Linked DNA regions of Mus musculus: region 1 is linked to region 2. The links are chromatin contacts, called in public HiChIP or PLAC-seq maps. All regions are on one chromosome and are shown on one strand. Each heading gives the region's core, a stretch centred on a gene start, on an enhancer-like site or on the middle of the called end of the contact. The rest is flanking DNA. Distances are from core to core; before and after follow the strand shown.

Region 1 (2,700 bases), core at 40-2,539, 600 kb before region 2:
TTTTGCCTTACTGGTTCCTGGATATTTTCATATTCTTAATAATATTCTTGAGTTGTGCTTTGGGACACATTTAAATTGTAAGTAGCTTAATTGTTTTGTACTCCCTCCCCTCCCTCCAGCTTTTTCTTTTTCTTTTTCTCTTCTTTTTTCTTTTTTTGTTTGTTTCTTTCTGATTCCAGAAACTTTTTCTAATTTCCCCCACTATCCAAGAGGTGATCTTGTAAGTACTTTACCTGCTGCTGCCTGTAGATGGATCATAAGCTCGTCTACTGTGGCAGGTAGGAAGCAGTTTGGACTCCAGCAGTGCCTCTGCTCCCCCAGGGCTTCTTCGTCTTTAGTCCTGGGGAGTTATCTCATGGGTGTGGACTGCTGTGCCCCAGCTGAAGTGGGTCTCCACAGACCTGCTCAGCTCTGTTGTGTGAATCCTGTCCCCTCAGTGCTGTTGACTTGTGTTTGTTGGGAGCCAGTGGGTTTCCATTCCCATCATTGTCTGTCGGTGTTTCGGCTAGGATACTTTCCCTGCAGTGGGCTGCAGCATGCTGTCTCATGGGACTCTCGTGGGCCTTTGTCCTGCTGCTCACCATTTGAGAACTGTTTTTTTGTTTTGTTTTGTTTTGTTTTGTTTTGTTTTGATTTATTTATTTATTTATTTATTTATTTATTTATTTATTTATTTCAGTTTTGTAGTTGTTTAAAACCACAAAATCTGGTTCTTGTTCTCCAGCAGGGCTGTCAGTTTCTAAGTGAAAGGCTTCATGATTGGTGAGATCCATATAACTATGATGTCGAAGTCCCTGAGGACTGTTTAGGACAGTGTTTCTGTGGGGGCTGTTCTGGAGTACAGCTGACTCTGTGGAGACACCGAAGTGCTAGTAGTTCATTATTTCCTCTTAATACTATCTAGAAAACCACAAGAAAGTTGTGTCTGTAAATACTGACAGACGTGGCTGACTCAGTCACCAAACACAAGGGAGTTTGCTTATGCAGCTAATTTGATTACTATGTTCTTATACATTAGTTTTGATCACTATACTCTTACATATAAAGGTTAAACATTTTTCTTGTCAGTTCTTTCCCCAGATATTACATGAAGCACAGTATTATACACCAGTACTATGGTAGTAAGTGACTCAGCCTGTTTGAGTCCTGATTTGGTAGCAAACTCACAAACAGATTTTTGAGATGTTTTGGTATCTTTTGAAAAGTCAGTGTTGACAGGAAGTGAACACAAAAGGGAGAAAAGCCTGTGGCTCTGTAAAAGCCAAGGAAGGAGCCAAAGAAAGAACCTGTATTGTCTGGTTCCGTGGTGAATCATTAACCTCTGGTGCACTGGGCACAAAGGTTGCGTGCCTGCCTGTGCTATTGGCTGTGAAACAATACGCTGGCTTTTTTTTTTTTTTTTTCTTTTTAAGTTACAGTTTACAAAGAATTGTGCCTTACAGGAAAACAATTGAATTGTGAGATAATGATTACTTGACTTAGTAACTTTTAAAACTGTGGGTTAGGACAATGACACAGCGCAGGCCATGTTGACAGTTACACAAGAACCAGGGGACTGGAATGTGATTTTTTTCTACCATGTGATTTTTTTTTCTTAAAATCAATTCTTTCTGAAAACATATCTTACCATGATCCATTTTCTCTTTAATATCACACCTCTATTTTCCACAATTCACTGTTATGGTCTTGGGTAACTTGGGAGACTTGACTTCACAGTCAAAGTGAAAAATATTTTATTTTGTTCAGAATACATTGTTGATACTGGCTGAAATAGGGCTCAGGGATATTCTAGGTTGTGTGTCTCTGACAAAAAGAATTACTTCATAGTTTCTAAATTATTTAAGAAAAGCCCTTTTTTTTTCCCAAGACAATACCGGGCCCTCATTTTCCTCTTCTTCTTTACTTCCTTTCTCCTTCTTTCTGCATATCAGCCATTTGGAAAGAACTGCAGTTGCCCAAGTGAAAGAAACAAAACATGAGAAATAGCCCCAAGCCTCCAAGGAACTTGTGATCTAGTAGAGAAGTGAATTACAGTGCTGTGCTGAGCTATGGCAAAAAAAAAAAGGAAAAAAGGAAGGAGGAAAGAGGGAGGGAAGGAAGGAAGATGACAGACCAGTAAGAGTCAAACTAGTGAGCACACATGGATGAGAGACTGCTTACAACAGATTTGGGAATGTGCAGCGATCGAGGATATGAAGGTGGCCCTAACAGTTACCTAAAACCCAGCATTCAAAAGCTGCAGCAGCAGTTTGTTTTCTGAGTTCTAGGCAGGCCTAGGTCACAGAAGGAGACCCTATATTCACAAACTAATGCACAAAGCAACCCCTCTGCAAATTACTCCTGATGAAGATGAAAAGCCAGCCATGAGTAAAAAGGAGGTATTTTATACAAGGGAAGACAGCAGACAATTTTCTGCAGTAGCTTTGTGTGCTAGTGGGGTGGGAGGGTTCTTGGAACAGTCTGTGCCTCCTTCTCTCACAAAGCCTGCTTTAGTACTTTTGCTCTCACGCTGACGATGCCATTGCAGACATGATTATGTTAGTGCACTGGAGGACTCATTCACTAAAGATTGCTACAGGCTTTTGTGTTTGCTTTTTTAGTTGTATTAGATTATATGTGTGAGTGTTTTGCTTATGTGTGTATATATATACCACTTGTGTGCCTCATGCCTGTAGAGATCAAAAGAAAACATCAAGTCCT
Region 2 (2,700 bases), core at 75-2,574:
ACAGGTAAGAGGAATAATTTGCTACATTCTGTAACAAGAGAAAATCTGCCTTCTATTTTTCCAGGTAGGTAACAGTGTGTACACTTGTGCGTTCTCCCTGTGTCACAATCACAAGCTTGAGTACTCCAGTCATTTAACTATTGCAGTAGAACTCTAATTAGTCTCTTTCTCCTTTTTTGATTGATCTAACTATAAAATTCTATTGTGTACATTTTATTAGTCAAAAAAAGTAAGTAACGCTAGCCAGGTCTTTCAGTCCTCCAAAGGTCCATTCTGTTTTCTAATATTGTTTTTATTTCCAGTGTGGCCTCAGGCTTTTCTTTTTAAGATCTACACTGTAGCTGTCTTCCTCAGGCTTTTTAAAGAGTCTGCTTGTTAACTGCAAACCTGTCTTGTCTAGTCAGCACGAGTTTCCTTCTCTAGGATTCACCCTTGTCACCTCATTCCAGGTGGTTCTAACCCAACTGCTTTAAACTCAGCTCAGATGTTTTCCCACGTTCACTGCAATCTTCCTTTATTGGACATCGCCTTAGCATTTTGGACTGGATATTTTTCAGCTATTGGGAGCCATCCTATGAATTGTAGTGGGTTTAGTAGAGTTCCCTGTCTTCTATACACTCGTTATTTCTTACCCTCCGAGATTCAGAACAAATAGAAATCTCTCCAGACATCACCATATCCCCTGAGAGGAGGAGCAAAGCAGCCTCCATTTAGTGAGCATTGTGTTCATATATGAAAATGAGGGCTACAGGAAGGTTAGGGTGGCCCCTTCATCCACTGTCACTAGTATCATAAAAGGGGAAACTTGGACAAGAGCGGATGTGGTATGATGACATATGATGAAGATTCAGGTCTTTGACTTGCTTAAATTCACTACCCAAAGATTGCCAACAAAGCCAGAGATAAGCAGTGTCATGGGACAGAAGTCCCCCTTTGTCCATCAGAACAAGCCAACCTTTCCAGCAGCTCAGTACCCTTATCACTGAGATAGTAAGATTCTGTCAGCAAACAGACAAACAAAAAGTCAGTGTCTTTGGAGTTAGAGAAGCTGAGTTAAACATTAGCTGTTTCTTAGTAGCTTGTTATAAGGTGCTGTGGGTTATTTAAGTTCAGTAATACATTTCGTATCAGTTCAGCTCTTGTTCCCATCAGTATTAGATCAGGGTAAGAATAACTGCCTTACTTGGGGTCTTATTGCTGTTTAGAGACACCGTGACCATGGCAGCTCTTATAAAGGAAAACATTTAATTGGGGCTGGCTTGTAGGTTAGATGTTTAGTCCATTATTGTCAAGGTGGGAAGCATGGTGGCATTCAGGTAGACAGGATGTTGGAGAGGTAGCTGAGGATTCTATATTTGGATTTGAAGGCAGCAGGAAGAGACAGTTAGCCACTAGGCCTGGCTTGAGCTTCTGAGAACTCAAAGCCCACCCCAGTGATATACTTTCTCTTACAAGGCCATGCTTACTCCAACAAGACCTTATAGTGCTACTCCCTGTGGGATTGTGGGGGGCATTTCCATTCAAACCACCACATTCATAAGCATACATTATACTTGAAACTGGACCTGTTACCTCTGCAGTACTCAGCAAATAGAGATATTGTGAGTTCTGGGTGTAACTGCTAAGAGAAGGTGAGCCCAGACTGCTTTGAAACCCCTTGATACCAGCTGTTGAGAAACTGACTTCCCAGGTGCCTTTGTACTGTACCTGCGTGCAACATTCCTTTTAGTTGTTAGGAAATTACGTATGTTATGTTTAATTTGAAGTGCTTATTTTACCTTTCAACTAGTACTAGTACCTGAACGCTTTGGATTTGTATTTTTTACAATTCTTTGTATCCTTTTTGGTTCTTACTACTACCTAATAGTCATGGCTTTAAATTAAAGAATCCATGGAGGTGGGTCACTCCCTACCTTGTTAACATCTAGACTGTAATACTTCTGAGGGTGAAGGACTCGTCACACTCTCTGATTAGCATTGGCTGTGATACCATAGGCTGACAGTTTTCAGTGCCCCTTTCCTATCACTACATAGCTGAGCCTGATGGTGAATCTTTTAAAATACCTTAGCCAGGAGTCACAAGTCAAACTTGGAACCCTACATGTATTAGAAATATCACTAAGTTAATCTAAAATATCTGTGCTGCAGTTGGGTAATACACAAATAATCAATATTCCTGAAAGGATCTAGACAAGAGAATATATAAGCAGTATAGACATTTAAAAAGCTTTGCCATCTTTACTAACTTTTCTTCAAATAGAATTTTTTGTTTTCACTATGAATCACATGGAATATAAATTTCTGATCACATAGCTTACTTGTGTGCCTTCCAGATTATTCATAAATATTAATCAAGAAAGCATTTTAATTAATATAATATTGATTTTCCCCAATACACTAGCAGATGAAAAAACAGATTGTTTTATTGTATTTTAAAATGTAGGGATGGCTTAATCTCAGAATGATAAACAGCTTGTATTTCAAGAGTCAGTTTGTGGCTGCATCCTGTAAGTTATCTCTTCATAACTCCTTTCATTTGATTTTAATATCTAGCAGCAACAGCCTCCTGCAGGACCTGAAGAGTTGTGTACTGTACAGACTGCCTCAGTGTTCACCAGACCTTAAGGGAGCTGACTCCTGTATCAGCATTCTGTACAAGGACACATTTCTGTGCTTTACTGGGGAACAGTCTTTTCTCTC

What was found. HiChIP or PLAC-seq counts read pairs in DNA pulled down with a chosen protein or histone mark.
Region 1: a contact with region 2 is called in an H3K27ac HiChIP or PLAC-seq map of extraembryonic endoderm stem cells. The contact joins two enhancer-like sites. A contact is called at or near these places in 1 of 484 Hi-C or Micro-C datasets (bone marrow-derived macrophages) and 2 of 115 datasets of contacts at active chromatin or transcription factors (bone marrow-derived macrophages and extraembryonic endoderm stem cells).

Annotation. Positions count from the first base shown.
Region 1 is chr14:73,252,235-73,254,934 of GRCm38.p6, reverse strand. The region is part of intron 17 of Rb1 (RB transcriptional corepressor 1); the gene reads left to right. Among named protein-coding and RNA genes, the nearest start is that of Lpar6, 16 kb to the right of the region's middle. Within about 2 kb of position 1,289, at least 121 of the 459 cell types and tissues checked have an H3K27ac peak or open chromatin away from gene starts, as enhancers often do. A contact at or near this core is called in extraembryonic endoderm stem cells, where this site is marked.
Region 2 is chr14:72,649,320-72,652,019 of GRCm38.p6, reverse strand. It overlaps Fndc3a (fibronectin type III domain containing 3A), which reads left to right. Exons shown (of 26, transcript NM_207636.2): 3 at 1-4. Among named protein-coding and RNA genes, the nearest start is that of Fndc3a, 59 kb to the left of the region's middle. Within about 2 kb of position 1,324, at least 7 of the 459 cell types and tissues checked have an H3K27ac peak or open chromatin away from gene starts, as enhancers often do. A contact at or near this core is called in extraembryonic endoderm stem cells, where this site is marked.